Linked DNA regions of Cricetulus griseus: region 2 is linked to region 1. Evidence: chromatin contacts called from public Hi-C data. All regions are on one chromosome and are shown on one strand. Each heading gives the region's core, a stretch centred on a gene start, on an enhancer-like site or on the middle of the called end of the contact. The rest is flanking DNA. Distances are from core to core; before and after follow the strand shown.

The links. Hi-C and Micro-C count contacts between places; a contact is called where the count stands out from the background.
Region 2: a contact with region 1 is called in a Hi-C map of the CHO-K1 cell line, with 6 times the contacts expected there. The contact joins the enhancer-like site here to the promoter of Ube2e3 in region 1. A contact is called at or near these places in 2 of 8 Hi-C or Micro-C datasets (the CHO-K1 cell line and fibroblasts).

What each region holds. Positions count from the first base shown.
Region 1 is chr6:96,289,909-96,294,272 of CriGri-PICRH-1.0, reverse strand. Ube2e3 (ubiquitin-conjugating enzyme E2 E3) reads left to right here and starts at 2,627. Exons shown (of 6, transcript XM_027420086.2): 1 at 2,627-2,763; 2 at 3,854-4,075. The coding sequence starts at 3,882.
Region 2 is chr6:97,039,597-97,043,676 of CriGri-PICRH-1.0, reverse strand. No RefSeq gene overlaps it. Among named protein-coding and RNA genes, the nearest start is that of Cwc22, 95 kb to the left of the region's middle. Within about 2 kb of position 1,261, at least 2 of the 6 cell types and tissues checked have open chromatin away from gene starts, as enhancers often do. A contact at or near this core is called in the CHO-K1 cell line, where this site is marked.

The sequences.
Region 1 (4,364 bases), core at 1,378-3,877:
AGTTCTATTTTTTGCTCTTCTATTGCCTGGTGCTAGAGATCAAATCCTGGCCCTTGAGCATGTGGGCAAGCACTCTATTACTGAGCTGTGTATCCCCAAGCAGTTTTCTGATTTTGCCAAGAACATTTGTCTTTATTGTGTATATTTTCACCTGAATATTCAGGCCTACTGATCTCTCCAGGCTCAGTCCAATAACTTCTCTTGGTTCAGATCCATCGCCACACCTCCAAGCTGCATTAATGACCCCACTGTTAGTTTTCTTTTAACTTTAAACAAAATTTTATTACACAAAGGTTGTCACACACTTGGATGCTTCTCTACTTTGCATAGTTATTCTCTCTCCACAGAAAGGCTGCTTCTGAACCACTGATGTTTTTTAATTGATAGTTAATAATGCTCCAATCTCATTTCTCCCTCCTGTAATATAGTACTTTCCATTCTTTCTTTTTCTTCTTCTTCTTTTTTTTTTTTTTTTTTGAGACAGGGTTTCTCTGTGGCTTTGGAGGCTGTCCTGGAACTAGCTCTTGTAGACCAGGCTGGTCTCGAACTCACAGAGATCTGACTCCTTCTGCCTCCCCAGTGCTGGGATTAAAGGTGTGTGCCACCACTGCCCGGCTGTACTTTCCATTCTATTTTCTTTCTGCCAGCTACAAACTGAAGATTACAAGTGCATTCCCACTTGCTTAAGCATCTGGTAGTTCCTAAATATTCTGATCGGGACTCCACGAATCCAAACACCAAAGATTCATGGAATTTTTGTTAACCATTAGCCTTTGGGCCCTCAGGCTATTTTTAGGGTATTTGAATTTCCCTCAGAAACTCACCTTTTATACACAATCAGGGCTGCATCCCAAACATGCCCAAACTTCAAACTGGCTGGCTGCTGCTCCACTGTCTCATCATGTAAAGTTGGGAGTCTTCTGCGTCGCCCTGCCCACCTGTACCCTTTCAGTCAAATCAAAATGTTGGTGTGTGGATGCACACACAGATCACAGTCCCTCTGGAGACTGGACTTTGTCCTAACTGGGAAACCGTTCCCTTCCTCTCATCCAGGTGAACTTCAGTAATGGAGTCCTCTGACAGACCTGGAACTCCTGGCAGGAAGTAAGGAGACTAGGCTTTGGACATACCAACTGGGACAGGTTATAGTCTCTGTGTAAGCTTGCCCAGTGTGTGTCTTGGGAAAGTTACACGTGTGGCTTATAGTTCTGAGTAGCTCTTTTACCCAAACTTTTTTATATGGAGGAAAACTAGTGTGTTGGCTCACTTAGTTATTTTTCTTTCTCTTGAACACTGGCTCATCTCACAGAGCTCTGCCATTCTTGCTTCTTCTGTGAACTCATTCTCCCAGCACTTTTGCCCTGGACACTTGTGGGAGAGGAATGCACAAATTCCTTTGAGGTTCCATCACTGGAACACGTTCTCAGGAGCTGCAAACAGGAAGTTTTTGTACTTCTGTCTACTTTGTGCTTGGGGCAAAACTGGTCTCCACTTAAGATTCTGCAAAAAGAAACACAAGAGTAGCGCAACCTTCATGATTCCTCCCTAAAAGTTTTTATGAGGCCACTGCCATAGATCCACCCAGGGCTTCTCTATCCAGAACTGGTGTTTCTCATGCAAGGCAGAGCCTGCTGCCAGAAATGTCAGGTTATAGACCCCCCTCCCCCCCCAATCGCCTCACTCACTACATCTTGAGCGGGACATTTCAAAAATAGTTTGGGATTTCTAAGTTTTCAAAATGTCCAGAGGGCAGTCCCCTTTGGCATCGACACTGCAGGATGGGTGCCAGAGATTAGCTCAGGTTGGTCCCCTGGTCGCAAAATCCCCTCCACCTCCCTCAGAGACCTGGACTTCTTCACCTTGCCACTTCCTTTAGCTCACAGAGGGGCCAGCAGCGGCTTCCCTTTGCCCCAGTGCTTGGCCTCCTCAATCACACCATTCATTTCGTGCCTCTCGGGGCATCTGGGAAGCCTCAGCCACGCGCCCGGGCGGTTGCTCAGGTACGGGATCCCCTGGCAACCCCGGGGCCACTAGCCTCAGGGGCGGGTTGTCCAATGGGCAGCGTTGCCCCGGAGGCGGGCCCAGGCCGGAAGCCACCCGCGGCCCCGCGAGACCGCGCCCCCGCCTCCTCCCTCTCTTCCAGTACAAGCTCGGCGGCCAAGGGCGCAGGGGCCAGCCCGCCGGTCCCCGTCGCGCTCTTTGTCCCGGCCGCGCGCGGGCGGACTCGTGCGCATCTTACCCCCCCTCCTCATCCAACCCTACCCCCGTCGGTGGAAAGGAGGCGCGGCGGGGACGCGCGCGCGGGGGCGCGCAGGAGCAGCTCGCTCCCCGTCCGCCAGGCGAGCGGCGAGCACGCGCGGCCGCCGCGCCCGCCCCTCCCCCCTCCCTCCGCTCGCTCGCTCTCTCTCTTCGGAACTTGCTGACTGCGCGGCCGGGAGGAGCCGAGCCGAGCCGAGCCTAGCCGGGCGGCGGGAGGCTGAGCGCGCGGGGGGCTCCCGCGTCCCTGCCTCGGCCGGCGGAGCGCCCACCCCACCGTGGCTCCCGGAGCGCGGGGCGGCGCCACCCTCCGGCCGCAGCGCGGCACTGCACGGCCGCCTGCGACTTTCGATGTTCCACACTCCCGGGCCGGAGCCTCGGCGGCGGCTTTTTTTCCGCCCCCCCCGTTCCCCCCCCAGCTGCCTCCATTTCCTCAAGGAAGGCTCCTCGGCGCTCTCCCTCCCCCACAGCGTAGCGGCGCACGAGCGGGCCGGGGCGGCGGCCGAGGTAAGGCGGCGGGGCCGGGGCCCGCGTGGGGGGCGGCGGGGGCGGGGGCGGCAGCTTTGTTCGCGCCGGGCGCCGCGCTCCTCAGTCAGCCGCGCTCGTCAGTCAGCGGCGCGGGCGGCGGGTCCCGCATCCCCCGGCGGGCGGGGCGGCGGGCGCAGTGGCGCGGTCCCCTGCGCGGCCCTCCCCACAAAGGACCGCGGAGCTGCGTGGCCCGGCGCTCGCCCCGGGGCGGGCCGCGCCAATTTGTTGCACTTCTGGGGGTGGGGGGTGGGGGAGGGCTTTTGTTTGTTTGTTTGTTTTGCCCTCGGGCTTTTGGCCGCTTTGCGGAATTTTTTTTTTTTTTTTTTGACAAAATGTCGGTCGGTGAGGGAGGAATTGAGCGGGGGACGTCGGTGGCACCGGGAGCTTTGCAGAAGGTGCAGTTCGGATCCTGCCCTTCCCCGGGTGGCAGCTCCGGCTTGGCCGGGTGAATCCTCGCCGCTGGCCGTGGGGAAGGCGGTGGGGCGGCTGCCAGTTGATTTTTTTTTTTTTTTTTTTTTTTTTTTTTTTTTAATTTTGAGTGCTGTGTTCAAAGGCTTTCGGTGCGCACGGGAGGACCCGCCACCGTAAATAAGCATATGGGCGACTAACAGGGTATGTTTCCCTCTGGGAAGGAGGATTTGGTAGCTCAGACCGGTGTCAGCCTGTAAATATTTAGACGATATTAGTGACTTTTGAACATTCTCCGAGAGATCTGTTATTTACAGTTGTCATATGTTATTAATGCCCGTTGCCCAAGTTCCTTGGCAAATCTGTTTCATGCCTTCTGAGAAAGTAGACAATTGATAGATTGTCTTAAGGGATGGGGGAAAAATGTGAGTGGGTTTTCTAACTTGAGTTTGGTAAATCCCTCAGCGACTGCCTTATAAGACACATCGGCCTCCCTGTAACCTTGCTATACCTTAAGTATGGGGGCAGTCGAATCTTTTTCAATAAAAGACTAATAGAGAGAAGAACATGCTGCTGTTTATTATTATTATTATTATTATTATTATTATTATTATTATTATTTTAAGATTTAACATTTCTTGACGGTCCCTTCTCTCCTTAGAAGTTTTCCCAGAGATAACTTCACCAAGATGTCCAGTGATAGGCAAAGGTCGGATGATGAGAGTCCCAGCACCAGCAGTGGCAGTTCAGATGCTGACCAGCGAGACCCTGCAGCTCCAGAGCCAGAGGAACAGGAAGAGAGAAAACCTTCTGCCACCCAGCAGAAGAAAAACACCAAACTTTCTAGCAAAACGACTGCTAAGTTATCCACTAGTGCTAAAAGGTAATGTCTCCAAGGCAGGACTCACATTGTCAGGTTGCCTTCTGTCCCATAGGGTGGTTTTGTTGGTTTAACAACAGTGGCAATAGTTCAGAAATACTTCTCCATCAAATGTGTTTGAACTTGGATGAGCTGTCATTCTGTATGTGGTATATAAGCAGCCTTCCTACAGCTATTGACTTTAAAGCAAGGCTACTTTGTTCTGTACTGTGGTAACTTGAGGAGCTGTCTCAAATGGAGCTGAGGGTGATCCTGACAGATGAAGAGGGTAGCAAGGAAAATTTGGTGAACC
Region 2 (4,080 bases), core at 12-2,511, 750 kb before region 1:
TGAATATTCCTCTGCATATGCTCCTCAGCTGAAGACTTTGCTCTATTTCATGGAAAATATTAGGGATGACTGAAAGAATTTCTTCCACCTAGCCACAATATTCTGGCCTTGTTTATTGCTCTCCAGTCTTATACCTAAAGTAGCAAATAATAGGGGCCCCTTTATTACCAAAACTATGAACCACTTCCATTTTTGGCTGTTCCATGTAAAACAAAACAAAAAACAAAAATCCTCAAATTCCCACTAGATGGTGCTGTTAGAATGCAAACAATTTAATTTATCTTTGGTTGTAGTGTTATCTCCATAAAAAAATCTTCATTTTGAAATCCATCTCCGTATGTTATTTTGGCTTGTCAAGCAGGTCTGCTTCCTGCTGAACTAATGGATTGGGATGATGTAGTGTTTATGGTAAGGATTATCCAGTGTTTACCACGAGTGCCCAGAGGACTCTCAACAAAACAGCTAAGAGACATTTTGTCTACTGCTGATACTAGCCCCTTCTTACCTGTCATTTTTGATATCCTTATGCTTCTCTGTGGATATCTAGGGGAGATCACACAGACAGTATTTTTGAGCTGAATGAGAATCCCAGTGTATGGCTTTTCTTCCCGGTCTTGCCTCCTGTGCTGAGTGAGTGGGTTGATGGCCTTAGATTGCTAGTCGTTACCAGTTACCTCATCAGTGATAATTTATCCAGTGGCTTTAAAGTGCAGTTGTGGACCAGAAGCGCCACTTAAGATTTGTTAGAACCACACATTCCCAGGCTTCTCCCAAGATTTAGTGAATTGGAAATTCTGGGGCTGGAACACTGCAACTTGCCTTTTCACCAAGCCTCTAGGAAGATCTGATGGTGCAGAAAACTTAAACATGTCTTAGAGCCTTCCTGGTCCCAAACCTCCCCTATTTTGTCTGGACTGACATCCCGCTAGAAAGCTCTTAAAGAGCAACTTCAAAGATGAACAGGTGGGTGAAGTATTTGAATGCCAGAGTGTCCTCCTTGTTCCATGCAGAGGGCTGCCTCTGCCATTGTGCTCTGGGTGTCACCTCAGAACAGAGCCTCCATTACAGAGGACTCCTTGAGCCTGTGTCTAGTGTGTAAATGAGGAGGAAGCTGTGATTAGTCATTCACATTTCTTTGGGAGGAAGACTGAAATACCCAGAAGTGCAGCCAGATGGCAGCCTGGGTCCTAAACCGTTCCTCCATTACTGAAAGGCAATCTATGTTCACTGTAGTCAAAGAAAGGCAATCCAACAGCGGTAGTCATTTACTGAGTAGGCTGTTTGTCTTTTTGTCTACTGCAGCATGAGTCAGAGCGCACAGAGGGGAAGAGAGAGGGGAACAACCTACTGATAAATGGGTCAGAACACTGCTATGTAAGACTGTGAGCCACTTCTGCTTCCATTTCACTGGATATGGCATGTGGGGATGCTACAAAGGTGAATGAATTCTAGTTAAACACCTAGAGAAGCTGGCTCAGTCAGTCAGTTCAAACAGGTATCTGGGATTATTCTGCCTTCTGTTCTTTGATGAGCAATGGAGCTGCACACAGGAATCACCTGGGGAGTATTGGCATTTTCTGATGCCCAGACTGCTGCAGATGTAGTTCCTGAGCATCAGTATGGGATTTAAATCTTTCCAGGTGACTCCAGTGGCAGACAGCTGTGGTGACCATGTTTCCCACACTCATTGGAATTAAATGCATGGCAATGCTGATGGGAGATGTTCTTCTGTATATATGTCTCTCTTACTGGTTGATGAATAAAACACTGACTGGCCAGTATGCAAGCAGGAAGTATACAGTATACAGGTGGGGCTACCAGAGGAGGAGAATTCTGGGTAGAGGATGCAGAGAGGAGATGCCAGGGAGATGCCATTATAGTTGTTGAGGGAGCAAGAGGCCTGGGCATTCTCTGGTAAGATAAGACCATGTGGAAATACTTAGATTAATAAAAATGGGTTACCTTAACATAAATCCAGCCACACTGAACCTCTTAGAAGAGAAAGTGGGAAATACCCTTGAACAAATTGGTACAGGAGACCGATTTGTGAATATAATGCCAATAGCACAGACACTGAGGTGGAAAATTAATAAATGGGTCCTCCTGAAACTGAGGAGTTTCTGTAAGGCAAAGGACACTGTCAGCAAGAGAAAATGGCAGCCCACAGAATAGGAAAAGATATTCACCAACTCCACATCTAACAGAGGGCTGATCTTCAAAATTTACAAAGAACTCAAGAAGCTAGTCTCCAAAATACCAAATAATTCAATTAAAAAGTGGGGTACAGAGCTAAATAGAGAATTCTCAATAGAGGAATCTAAAATGACTGAAAGACACTTAAGAAAGTGCTCAACATCCTTAGCCATCAGGGAAATGCAAATCAAAACAACTCTGAGATACCATCTTACACCTGTCAGAATGGCTAAAATCAAAAACACCAATGACAGTTTATGCTGGAGAGGATGCTGGTGGGAGTGCCAACTTGTGCAGCCACTTTGGAAATCAGTATGGTGGTTCTTCAGGAAAATGGGAATCAGTCTACCACAAGATCCAGCAATTCCACTCTTAGGCATATACTCAAAAGAAGCACCTTCATACAACAAGGACCTATGTTCAACGATGTTCATAGCAGCTTTATTTGTGATCACCAGAACCTGGAAGCAACCTAGATACCCCTCAACTGAAGAATGGATAGAGAAAATGTGGTACTTTTACACAATGGAGTACTACTCAGAAGAAAAAAAACAATAGAATTTTGAAATTTGCAGGCACTAGAAGAAACCATCCTGAGTGAGGTAACCCAATCACAAAAAGACAAACATGGTATGTATTCACTCATATATGGATTTTAGATGTGGAGCAGGGGATTGCCAGCCTACAATCCCACTGCCAGAGAGTCTGGAAAACAGAAGGACCTTAAGAGAGACATGTATGGTACCCTGAAGAAGTGTAGTGTCACAGGATATCCTGAGCAAATTGGGAGCATGGGGGTAGGCGAGAGGGAGCTGAGAGAAAGAAAAAGGGAGAAGAGGAGGGGAGAGGAGGACATGGGGGAGCAGGAAGGTTGAGTCAGGGGAAGAATAGAGGAGAGCAAGATAAGAGATATCATAATAGAGGGAGACATTATAGGTTTAAAGATAAATCTGGCCCTAGGGAGATTTCCAGAGATCTACAAGGATGACACCAACTGGCAATCTAAGCAATAGTGGAGAGGCTACCTTAAATACTCTTTCTCGATAAGGAGATTGATGACTACCTTATATGCCATCCTAGAGCCTTCATCCAGTTGTTGATGGAAGCAGAGGCAGACACCCACAGCTAAACACTGAACTGAACTGGAACCCTGCTGCAGAGAGGGAGACATGATGAGCAATGGGGTCAAGACTGGGCTGGTGAAATCCACAGAAACAGCTGACCTGAACAAAGGGAACCTCAGGGACTCCAGACTGATGGCTGAGAAGCCAGCATGGGACTGATCCAGATCTCCTGAATGTGGATGTCAGTGAGGAGGCCTTGACAATCTATGGGGCCTCGGTAGTAGACCAGTATATATCTCTGGCACACAAATGGACTTTGGGAGCCCATTCCACATGGAGGGATGCTCTCTCAGTCTGGACACATGGGGGAGGGCCTAGGCCCTGCCTGGGATGATATGATGGACTTTACAGATTCCCCCATGGAGGGCCTCACCCTCCCTGTGGAGCAGAGGGGGATGGGGTGGGGGCTTGGGGGGATTGGTAGGGGGTGGGGGAGGGAGAGGGAGCTGGGATTGACCAGTGAAGCAAGCTTATTACTAATTTAAAAATAATAATTAAAAATTTTTAAAAATTAAAGAAATAAAAATGTGTTAATAACTAAGAGAGAGCCAATAAGAAGCCTAAGCAATTGGCAAAACAGTTTATAATTAATATAGGCCTCTGTATATTTATTCAGGACTAAGAGTGTCAGGACTGGGTGGGACTGAAACTTCTGTCTACACAATGCAACTTCAGTTGAGAAACTGGTTGTTGTCTCATTTCATAGTATAAAATTTGATAGTGGACTGTAGTGTTGTTAGGGTCAGTTCTGATATTAATAGGC